Linked DNA regions of Mus musculus: all the other regions are linked to region 4. The links are chromatin contacts, called in public Hi-C and promoter capture Hi-C maps. All regions are on one chromosome and are shown on one strand. Each heading gives the region's core, a stretch centred on a gene start, on an enhancer-like site or on the middle of the called end of the contact. The rest is flanking DNA. Distances are from core to core; before and after follow the strand shown.

What was found. Promoter capture Hi-C pulls out the DNA fragments that hold promoters and counts their contacts. Hi-C and Micro-C count contacts between places; a contact is called where the count stands out from the background.
Region 1: a Hi-C map of B cells shows a contact between it and region 4, with 8 read pairs. The contact joins the enhancer-like site here to the promoter of Ewsr1 in region 4. A contact is called at or near these places in 1 of 39 promoter capture datasets (pre-B cells), 1 of 484 Hi-C or Micro-C datasets (B cells) and 2 of 115 datasets of contacts at active chromatin or transcription factors (embryonic stem cells and epiblast stem cells).
Region 2: a promoter capture Hi-C map of second pharyngeal arch cranial neural crest shows a contact between it and region 4. The contact joins the promoter of Tmed4 here to the promoter of Ewsr1 in region 4. A contact is called at or near these places in 10 of 39 promoter capture datasets (the 3T3-L1 cell line, the C10 cell line, the HPC-7 cell line and 5 more), 10 of 115 datasets of contacts at active chromatin or transcription factors (the SCID.adh cell line, astrocytes, bone marrow-derived dendritic cells and 6 more) and 1 of 9 other capture datasets (adipose tissue).
Region 3: a promoter capture Hi-C map of pre-B cells shows a contact between it and region 4, with 4 times the contacts expected there. The contact joins the enhancer-like site here to the promoter of Ewsr1 in region 4. A contact is called at or near these places in 4 of 39 promoter capture datasets (the C10 cell line, erythroid cells, hippocampal neurons and 1 more) and 1 of 115 datasets of contacts at active chromatin or transcription factors (large pre-B cells).

What each region holds. Positions count from the first base shown.
Region 1 is chr11:6,364,744-6,367,443 of GRCm38.p6, forward strand. No RefSeq gene overlaps it. Among named protein-coding and RNA genes, the nearest start is that of Zmiz2, 29 kb to the right of the region's middle. Within about 2 kb of position 1,303, at least 150 of the 459 cell types and tissues checked have an H3K27ac peak or open chromatin away from gene starts, as enhancers often do. A contact at or near this core is called in B cells, embryonic stem cells and pre-B cells, where this site is marked.
Region 2 is chr11:6,273,486-6,276,185 of GRCm38.p6, forward strand. It overlaps Tmed4 (transmembrane p24 trafficking protein 4), which reads right to left and starts at 1,352. Exons shown (of 5, transcript NM_134020.1): 1 at 1,189-1,352; 2 at 913-1,013; 3 at 623-748; 4 at 256-402. The coding sequence starts at 1,348.
Region 3 is chr11:6,183,357-6,186,056 of GRCm38.p6, forward strand. All of the region lies in intron 2 of Nudcd3 (NudC domain containing 3), which reads right to left. Among named protein-coding and RNA genes, the nearest start is that of Nudcd3, 16 kb to the right of the region's middle. Within about 2 kb of position 1,430, at least 95 of the 459 cell types and tissues checked have an H3K27ac peak or open chromatin away from gene starts, as enhancers often do. A contact at or near this core is called in pre-B cells, where this site is marked.
Region 4 is chr11:5,097,756-5,100,455 of GRCm38.p6, forward strand. It overlaps Ewsr1 (Ewing sarcoma breakpoint region 1), which reads right to left and starts at 1,341. Exons shown (of 17, transcript NM_007968.4): 1 at 1,254-1,341. The coding sequence starts at 1,266. Rhbdd3 (rhomboid domain containing 3) reads left to right here and starts at 1,518. Exons shown (of 9, transcript NM_177370.4): 1 at 1,518-1,811; 2 at 1,993-2,143; 3 at 2,642-2,700.

The sequences.
Region 1 (2,700 bases), core at 53-2,552, 1.3 Mb after region 4:
TACCGCTCCCTGGTGACTACGCATGTGAATATGAGTTTATGGGGCTATTCTCATTCAAACCACCACCGAGATCAGCCTCTACCTCCCCAAACCCCCTCTTTCCCTGTCGCAGAGATGGTGGAACTTTCTTTGTAATCAAGGAAGACTGTCTTAGTTAGGGTTTTATTGCTATGAAGAGACACCATGAGCTCAGCAACTCTTACAAAGGAAAACATTTAATTGGGCTGGGTTAGTCCATTATTGTCATGTGCAGGCAGACATGATTCTGGAAGAGTAGCTGAGAGTTCTGCGTCTCGATCCACAGGCAGCAGGAAGAGTCAGTGAGCCCACGCTAGGCCTGGTTTGAGCTTTTGAGACCACAAAGCCTGCCCCCAGTGATACACTTCCTCCAACAAGGCCACACCTCCCAACAGTACCAGTCCCTATGGGCCTATGGGACCATTTTCATTCAAACTATTGCAATGGCCTGAAGTTCTCAGTCTTCCGGCTTCACGTCTCTCACTTAGGACCACATCAGTATCTGTCAATGGTCTTGCTGGGATTTTCCCAGTGTCATTCTGAGCCATCACCCAATACCATTCTTCCTTTCTCAGAAAGATGGCAACATTGCTTGTCCATTGCCTTGTCTGTAAAAACAGATCCGTTAACCAGCTAGGGAGGGATGAAGATATCATATCACATCTTGGCTGCTGAGTGAGCGGGCAAGGGTTAGCTGGTAAGTGGTTGGCTTTTTAAGGATGCTGACAGACATTAGTAAGTAGGAGAATGTACTAAGAAAGAAGAATAACATTTTTGCCTTTGAGAACTTTTGGGGGAGGGAGGAGCTGAAGAGATGGCTCAGTGGTTAAGAGCACTGGTTGCTCTTCCAGAGGATACTGGTTCAATTCCCAGCACCCACATGGCAGCTAACAACTGCCTGTAACTTCAGTTCCGGGGATCTGAATTCTGCATGTACATGCTACACAGACATACAAGCAGACAAAAGAACCATACACATAAAATAAAAATAAATAAACGAATAATTCTTTTTTAAAAAGAGAGAGCCTTGCCAGGCAGTGGTGGCGAATTTCTTTAATCTGAGCACTTGGGAGGCAGAGGCAGGTGGATTTCTGAATTCAAGGCCAGCCTGGTCTACAGACCTGTTAGTTCCAGGACAGCCAGGGCTGTACAGAGAAACCCTGTCTCGAAAAAACCAAAGAGACAGAGGGAGAGGAAGAGAGAGCACCTTACAGTGAAGTTAGATAAAACAGTGCATGTATACTGCTTGCTAAGCAGCCCGACCTGACTATTGGGAAACGCCCTGGGGTTTCCAGCACAGGCTTCCGGTAAGACAGGAAATAGTGAACAGCCTGGGCGAGATGTCGGGCTGTCCTTATAAAGTGAGTTTTCCGTGCATCGTTTCGTTTCCAGCAGCAGGGGGCAGCACAGAGAGCAATGCAGCTGGAGCGTGTGGCCAGGCGTGGGTAGGGAGCAGCAGGTTAAGGGATGAAGGCAATCAGAAGACTAAAGATTCAGGACATTAGCAGTTTGCATTTAGACACAGGACCTCCGAAGGTAATTGAAGCCAGGAAAATCAGCATGAAAGGAGAGAACAGTGAGGTAAAGAAATAGCTCAACGGTTAAGAATACTAAGTGTTCCTCAGGACGACCCAGGTTGGGTTCAATTTATCCACATTACCAGCCCCAGGAATCCCGTGCCCTCTAGCCTCCATGAGCACAGCACACAGGACAGAGTACACATAAACTCAGGCACAAAGACATACACCTATAAAATAAATCATAAAGGTCAATAAATATTAAACTAAAGATTAACAGGATGGAAGGAACACAGTCCAGGGTGGCCTAGAGAAAGGAAGTAGAAAACGGATGACAGCTGTTCCACTCTCCACTACAGCAGTCAGGAAGGATGCAGGCCAGGACTGCGCTCTCTCTCAGCCTTGCCCACAGGCCCTGAGGGAATAAGGGAGGCAGTTAATGACAGGCGTGGAAAAATAGGGACTCTCCGGGTTCTGGGAAAGTGGGGAGACTGCTATGGTAAGGTAAGAGTCCCTGATTCTCCGAAGAATGTCTCCCAGACTCAAGAAGTGTGCAAACTCAGAGTATTTTATTCTGAAGACCAGCATGCTGGGTTTCCCATTACCAAGATAGAGACAGCAAGTGAGCCTGCATGCCTGAGGTAAAGCACATTAGGGAATTCCGGGTAGGTGACCCCTATGGTAACCTGTTGGGTCCATCTCTATGGACATTCCATTACCAGGATATGGGGGCTGAAAACTTGCTGGGGAGGTCTGGGAACTGTTACTGAGGAGTAGCTGAGGGAGTCTGGAAACTGCTGCTGACCCATTCTCCCTGCCTCAGGCCAGGCGGCTGGGACATTCTGTTACCTGGATGGGAAGGCTGGAGCCTGGGGTGTTTTCTATAAGTAATTGACTTGCCTGTGCTTGCCTGGACTTGCTCACTTTTTAGGCCTAGACTCCTTAACTGCCAGTTTTAAGTCTGTCATGGACTCACCCTAGCCTTCTCAGTACAAAGATGCAGACTGTGGTGGGCTGCACGGGAGGGGGCAAGGGGGGGGTTAGACACAGTAACACAGTCCACATTACTGGAATGGTCAGGAGCACTCAACAGGCCCAACCTGTTAGACCCGTTCGGTCTCTGAGGCCTGGTCAGAGGTCAATAAGGTCAAGTCAGTTTTCAAAA
Region 2 (2,700 bases), core at 102-2,601, 1.2 Mb after region 4:
TACATTTTATATACGGATATATAATACAGACACACACACATGACTGGAGGTGTGGCTCAATGGTAGAGAGCTTGCCTAACGTCCAACCCTGCCACTGTAGACATATACAGAAATCGAGGAAAGAAAAGCAAACCCAAACCTCACCTATGTAGACTGACTGGTAACTCCCACATTCCCGAGTAGAGAAGTCCCCAGCAGCCACGTTGCACAGTGGGTTTAAAGGTCAAGTACAGCCTCCAAGTTCAAGTCCCTTACCCTCTGATAATCCTGCTCCTTCTGGATCTGTTCCACCTGGTCAAGCAACTGGCGAGCTCGAAGCTGGAGCTCTGTTAACTTATCCTTAGCAGCGATCTCGGGGTAGTTGTTGGCATGCTCTCCAACCTGGATGTCCAAGTGTACACGCTACAAGGAAACAGGACGAAATGACGGGGGTGCCACCCACCGTCTGTTACCGCTATGGAGTCTGATTCTTGTCTCTGGCTGAATGAGGAAGAAGGACATCCAGTTCTAACTGTACCCACTTGCTGCCCCCAGAAAGGCAAAGTTAAAAGAAAAAAGAAAAGACAGCAAGAAATCAACCTTGGTATCAAGTGAGAAACTCTAAGGCTGATGAGCCTCTTACCAGTTTGCCTCCAGCGAAGAGAGCCATTCTGGTGGAGTTGGAGTGAAGACAAATCTGATGGTCACCGGGTGTGTGGGATGTGAACGTGAAACGGCCCTCGGAGCCGTATTGCCGGGACAGTACAACCTGCAAACACGCATCAAGCCCCAATTTTACAACGATCTCTTAAAATGCGGGACCTGGTACCTGGGGACTTTCTCAGGACCACGGCGGTATTTTCCATCCCATAAAGACATTAACGGACAGCTGGCGCCAGCTAGAACCTTTTTAGCGAGGTGGTGGGGGTTTACCTTGCCGTCCGGGTCCTTCACCTCTACATGCATGCCCAGGCCGGGGGTCGACGGCAGGAACACCTCTTTCTGTTTGTCCCACATCTGAGTTCGATAGTTGCCTGCAGAGTAGACACACAGTCACAACCTAGCCCCCAGGAGGTGGCCCCAGGGCACTGTGCAGGGGAGCTGGTGCCCTCAAGGCACCCTCGGGATGGGGTCGAGCTGACAGGGAAGGAGGGGTGCTTCCAAGGGCCAGCTGAAAACAAAGGGCCTCTCCACCCTCAGCCCCCTGACCGATGACCATGGTCTCGTCGGGTATTTCCTCGATGAAGCAGCGCTTCTCAGTCTCGCCGATGTGGAAATAGAGCCCACGGGCACACGCAGCACACACAGTAAGCACCAGCAGCCCAAATCGCACCATCCCCTGCAGCGGTCCGACCCCAACACCTGCCATTGCGCCTCAACCTTGCACATGCGCACACTTGCGCACTGCTCAGCGTTTGCGCACCCGCTTGGAAACGGAACATGCGCCTGCGCAGTGTCGCAGTCCCTCAGCTCCCTTTCGAAACCCGGTCCGCTGTACACCCGACCCCAAGCTTGCATTGTTCTGCGCCCGAGCGTCCCCTAGCGTAAACTAGCCTTACAGAGAGAAAAGGCCGGCCCAATGAAGCTGCCCAGGGCTTCTGTCCCTTGTCTTTAGGCTTGATTGCCCTTGTTAGGCACCTCTCTGCGCCTGTGCTCTGTGTAAGGAGAAGCAAGCGTACTTTTCGGGGAAGGGTGCTAGGCGACTTGAGATGGTTAACCTGAACAGCGTGAGTTCTTCTGGTCCCCAGCACCTGAAGTAAAATAAACCTTTCTTTTGAGCACCCTACAGAAGAGAACACATTGTGTCATTTCACAACTGCAGGACTTATTGAGTCACAATAAATTCAAAGATAGCTTAGTTTACACAGCCTCCTGAGCAGTGTATTATCACACCTGACGCTGCTGGGTGCTGAGGATGGAGCTTCTTGCAAGCTGGCCAAGCACTCTACCAACTGAGCTACCGCCAACTGAAACAGGTTCTTTTATCCAGTTTTAATTACTATCAAGTCATACATTATATATCATATAGTGATTATGTCTATGTGTATGACCTAGCATTGACTGTCAACTTGACACAACAGGGAAGAGGGAACCTCAACTGAGGACTGGCCTCCATTGGACTAGCTTGTGAGCTTGTCTATGGGGCATTTTCTTGGTTGTTAGTTGATAGAGGGCCTAACCCACTATGGGTGGTAGCATCCCTGGGCAGATGGTCCTGGGTCGTATAGTAAAAGTAGCTGAGAAAGCCAGAGGCAAGCCAGAGGCAAGCCAGTAGGCAGCACTTCTCCATAGCTGCTGCTTCAGTTTCTGCCTCCACATTCCTGCCACGGGTTCCTGCCCTGGCTTCTTTCGGTATGGATTGTAACCCAGAAACCAATAAACGCTTTCCTCCCATTCTGCTTTTGGTCGTGGTGTTTATCAGAGCAACAGAAAGCAAGCTAGGACTGTGTGTGTGTGTGTGTGTGTGTGTGTGTGTGTGTGTGTGTGTGTGTGTTAGAGAAGCCTTACAAAAAGGTTTAAAAGGATGCAACATAGTTCAAGGAGTTCAAAGAGGTCTTAATGGGAGGCAGAGGCATAGAGCCAATAGGCACTGTGGTAGTTCTGTTAGATTAACTGAACTAATCACAGAGCTGTTGTTGAAGATTTCAGAGCTGAGAGACATAGAGTTGAACCAAGCAGAAGCAGAACTGAAATGCAGGATCACAGGACCATGAATACGAA
Region 3 (2,700 bases), core at 180-2,679, 1.1 Mb after region 4:
AACCCATGTCCACAGATCATTCTGAAATGCCACCTAGACCTCTAGTCAGTCTCAATTCCTTAAGTCAATAAAGCGGTAACTCCCCCACCCCCATCTCCCACAGAAGCCTTCCTTCCTGTGCTTTAGTGATTGTCAGCTCCATCCTTTCAGTTGCCTGGCAACAAGCTTGACAGGGAGAAAAATACACTTACATTTAAAATTCTAAGTGCAAAAAAATACATATAATTTACTACTAAAGACAGTCATTATATAGTAATAAAATATAATTTATCACTAAACATAATAAATACTAAACAGTCTATATACCTACAAAACCAAACAAAATTAAGTAAAAGACTTAGAAGCCAAGAAGAGATACAAGTCTCATTTCCAGTTTCTCTACTGGAAAAAAACACATTAAAATTCCACACAAACCTTAAAGACATGCTCTATTCTTAGGTTGAAAAAAATATATATAAAGCTATCAGCCCGTCCTGTTCCAAAACATGAACTGAAGGTCCCTGTAAAACTTTCAATCAAATTCCATATAGAAAAATTAATTCCTATAAAGTAAAGTCTAGGGAAAATGATTAAACATGACTCTTACCAAGTGTTAAAATGTGTTAGAAATCCATCAGAATCTTTTCCAAACAAAAGAAATATATAGTTTCGTGTTTGTAAGTAACAGAAAACCATCCACAAGAACAAATGAAACCCTAAGGTAGGTCAGCAGAAAATGGCACTTAAAGAGCAGGTAAGAGCAGCACAGACCTGAGCCTATGCCTCTCCTGGAGGCTGGAAGGGGATAAGGTTCCCTCATGCAAACTGGCAGTGAGAGCAAATGGGTAGACTCTCGGGGGCCAATTCAGCAACAGCCATCAAAATTTAAAAACCCTTCTGACTCAGTAATTCCTGTTCTGGGAATTCACCCAACTGATACGCGTACACATGTTCCAAGAAACACACACAAGCATATTCGCTGCAGCAGCATCTGTGACACCAGCATCCTGTAAACAGCTTAAATACACCCCACCCCAGGGACCCATTAGATAATGACTCCAATGACTCTAATCCATAGGGTGTAATACTCTATAGCAGTCAAGAAAAACCCTGGCTACTACGTGTCAGTCACTGAAAAGCTTCTGAAAATTCACAAGATATACAAACCACACCCAGACCTATTAGACAGTGAAGGGGCCCAGCAATTTCCGTTCTGCATCCCCAGTGAGGGTAAGTTCAACAGTAGTGCAGAACCTTGGGGCCAGCCATTCCAGGGGGAAAAGGCCCAGATGACACCCTCAGCAGCAACGCGAGCACAAGCCACTTCTCTGGACTGCAAGCTAGGAGAGCAACAGTCCTACCCCAGGTCATTTTAAGGACTATAAAAACGCACATGTGTGCTAAGGAGAGGGTGCCTGGCAACAGAAAGCACCAAGTCAGTACCAGCCGTTTATCAAGCCTGAGCGATCAGAGCACATTTAGGGGATGTGGCAAAGTCAACAGTCACAGATGTGCTGTGTATACACATGTACTGGGTATTATAGGCAAAGTATATGCACACACGAATAAATTTTACAAAAAACACTATGAACAAATTGTCTCCAGGAAGAACAATTTATTTCCATTACATAGCCTTGTAACTTTAAAAATGTTACCCTTAATCCAACTGTGACTTACAAGAAATAGGACAGAGGACATGCTGAACCAGCTCACAGTTAACAATCAGTAAAAGTCACAGTGGCAAGCCCAACAAACAGCCTGATTTCTTTCTCTTCTCTCTTTCCCTCTCCCTCTCCCTCTCCTCTCCCTCTCTCCCTCTCCCCCTCTCCCCCTCTCCCCCTCTTCCCCTCCCTCTCCCCCTCTCCCCCTCTCTCTCTTCCTTCTTTAAAAACGCTTCTGTGGAATTAACCCAGGGCCTTGCACACTACCTTCGGGACAGGGAGAAGAAACTGTCAATTCTGAGCCGTTGGTGTTTGCGGGGTTTTTATAGTCAGATTCAAAAAAAGCATACACCATCAGAAGGAAACAAAGTTTAAACACTTGCTGAAAACACTAAGATGAAATATTATGAGGCAGATCGTTTCAAAATAACAGAAGACAGGGGAGAAGGCCAGACAGTGAGGCTGTCGGGAGTCCTGCACTCTTATGCCCACTGTGACTTCTACTTCAAATTCTACCTAACAAACGCTTTATGAAAAAAAGCAATCTTGCACTCGCAACACACATGCGTGTGTGCGTGCGCGCGCGTGTATGTGTCTGAACACATTTTTTTTTTCAGGTTACTTTTACCTCCACCCCAAGACCCTTCTGATACAGCTTCAATATCAAAAAACCACAAGCTACTGTTTCCTAAAAACAAAGCCTGCTAAGTCTCACTGTGATATTTAAAAACAAAACAAAAAACAAATAAGCTGCCAAATTTTTAAAAAAATGAAAAGCAAAACCAACACCAACAACATTATACCTGCAATCCTAGTACCAGAAAAGCCAGTGAGGCTAGACAACAGGTTCCTAGCTCAAGAGTAACTTATCAAGCGCCTGCTAGAAAGCCAAGTCTTCCTAGTGTGATTTAATCAGGCCCTCATGGCTGGTGTCTGAGCTTCCTTTTAAAGCAGCAATTTCAAGGTGAGTTTGTCTGCAAGATGAAACAGCAGGAAAGCTCCACAGAGTGCAGAATCTAAGGTGACACGTGAACGCCCCTCGCCTCCTAGTGTTCCACTT
Region 4 (2,700 bases), core at 91-2,590:
GTACCAAAAGCAAGCTGTTTACTAACTACATCGTTTGCGTCGTCAAATTGTGATGCTGGAAGCTTTCCTAAGCCAAATGAAGAACCCAGAGCTTTTCCTGTCACCCCCACTTGTTTTCTCCTCCTGCCTCCAAGGCCACATCACCAGACCCTAGATTCCGCTAGAAGCAAAAACAAAAACAAACAAAAAACCCGCCACTGTGCCAGTTAACTGTATTCTAAACTGCAGGTGAGGGCTAGGCTACACTTATTCTCTCGGTAAGGACCACAACATAACCATCACATTCTAGAGTTCCCGCCCTGGACTTTCAAAATCCGCTATGGGTCTCTTCCCCTGGCCTCAATAGGGCCAAGAAATAAATCAGCCGGCTAGCTTAACGAGCAGGCCTACAGAAACGTGGCGTGCCGAGGCTTTTCTGCCTCTCCTGGATCAAAGCTGCTAGAAATCTCTTTCTGGAAAAGAGTCTCCTCTCCGGATCCAGACGGACCTTGTTATACAACCGATCCCCCGCGCCGGTTGCTGAGAAAAGGACACTGGGAAGCCACTGCTTTTTGGGTAGGGAAGGAGGTGGAGTTAACTCATGATTAAATCGAAGCCTCTTGAGTGGGGAGCACGAAGATTTAGGGGAACCAACTAGGTCCTCCGAGGGGGCAGCTTGGTCGGGCCGGGCCAGGCCTGGGGGATAATGGGGCTCCCCTCTTAAGCCGGCGCCCCTCAGCTTACACATTCGCGACGGCTTTTTGTTTGTTTTTCTGAGTCCCTACACAGTAAACACTTGCCCTGGGGCTAGCGATGGGAGGAGACGTTCCACGGGAAACCGGCCACGGCTTCTCGAGCCGCCATCAGACACCTCGCTTCACGCGCCTTCGGGGTGATGGGCTCCAGGCCCAGCCGCGGTCCCCTTCGGGCCCTCGGAGGCCCTAGGCCCGGCCCACGTGGCGAGAGACCCGGAGCACCCGGCCCCGACAACCACCACACAAAGGAGGCCTGGACGGGCTCTGCACGCCTCAGCTACCGCGAGGCCCTCGCGCGCAACGCGGCCGCCAAAAGGTTCCAGAACCAGCCCGCCTAGTGGGGGAGGGGAAGGGAACGCGGATCCCCCACCCCCACCCCCGAGCTCGTCGGGCCGCGGCGGGAACTCCAACCCCTTTCGGCGACTTCACTCAGTCATCCCTGCCACCCCCAGAGACGAGCGCCTCCCAGTCTGGGTGTCCCAGCTGTCGCCGGCGGGACCGCGATCCCACTCCGCTTACCCGTGGACGCCATTTTCTCGCCTTCCTCCTCGTTCTCTCAACGTCCGTCTCCTTCTCGCGTTCCCCCTAGGCGCCGCACTGCGCAGGCGCGAAACCCGCAACCTCGGACGCTACCATCGGGCCAGGCCTCGGGGGTGGCCGAAGAGGAGCGAACCGGAGCTCTTCGGCTCTTCGCTCCCGAAACCGTTGACCCGATCCTCTCCCAAAGAGCCGGACGTGACGAGTGGTCTAAAAAAAAAAGGCGCCTCGGGGGCCAGCGCGCCAGTGAGCGAGGGTTACCCACGAACCCGAGAGCTCCTTGGCGCGAGGCGCGGTGGCTCGGAATGGTTACGCCCGCTGGCTCTAGGGACCGTCTCTGAAGAGTCTGCCCTGGAGGGAGACGGAGGCTGGCGGGAGGGCTGGGGGAAGGGATCCCGGCCGGCCTGAAACAACTGCTGACTAATCGGCGGGCGGGATCACGCGCCTCTGTGTGCGTGCAGCGGGTTTCGGGCACCGAGGGCTCGGCCTGGAACCGGCGGCCGGACTTACCGGGCGGGCCCCCCTGCTCGGTTTTCTAGGGTGGGTGGGGGTGGGAGGACATGCTCCCCAGGCCCCTGGACGCGTGGCCTGAGCGGGCGGGGGAGGGGACCGAGGGCCGTCGGCTTGGGAGGGAGGCCGGGAATGCCGCGCCCGACCCCAGTAACGGTCGGGGTTGAGAAGCCCTGTGATCGTCCTTCAACCCATCCCCTTGTTTCAACAGAAAACCCAGAACCCACGAAATTGAGTTCTTTCCTTAAAGTTACAAAGCTGAATGCGACCCAGACCCCGGGCCTCCCCTCTCTGTACACCGCCCGGAAGCTTCGCCACACTGTCCTTGCCTTCCCACTCTGTCCTCCTGGCTTCCCTGCAAGGTAGGCAGGGTGTGATATGCATAGCTCTGAGGTCTCTGACAAGGGCTCCAGAAAGACACTGAGGCGGATTGTTGGCGATTGGTGGGGTTTTTGGTTTTGCTTTTCTGAGAGTTACTGACACAGTGGACAGACACAGACAAACATTAGCATGGCGGGCGAGGACTCGGAAGAAACCAGGGTCCATGTGGGAGAAGTAGGCGTGTCGCACCCTTCTGAGGATGGGCGTGGCTTCAATGCCGGAGCTTCTGGCCCGGGGCAGGCAGGGAAGGGAGCTGGGAGCCCGATGTGTAGCCCCCCAGTTCCCCATTTTATGTAAAATCACCTTCAGGTGAGAGATCCAGGCGTCCGAGTCTGTTAGTTCGCCACTCATAGTGTCTCACTAGAGGCCGGTCGGAATCTGAAGGGGAGAAAGGCGTGTATTGTGTTCTAGGAGGAGCAGCTGGATTCATTATTGGATTCTTACAAGTTACGTTTTATTAATTGAAGATATGGTTGCAGGAGTGTTACGGCTTGCCTATGATGTATGAGGCCCTAGTTTCCATTCCTATCGCCAAGAA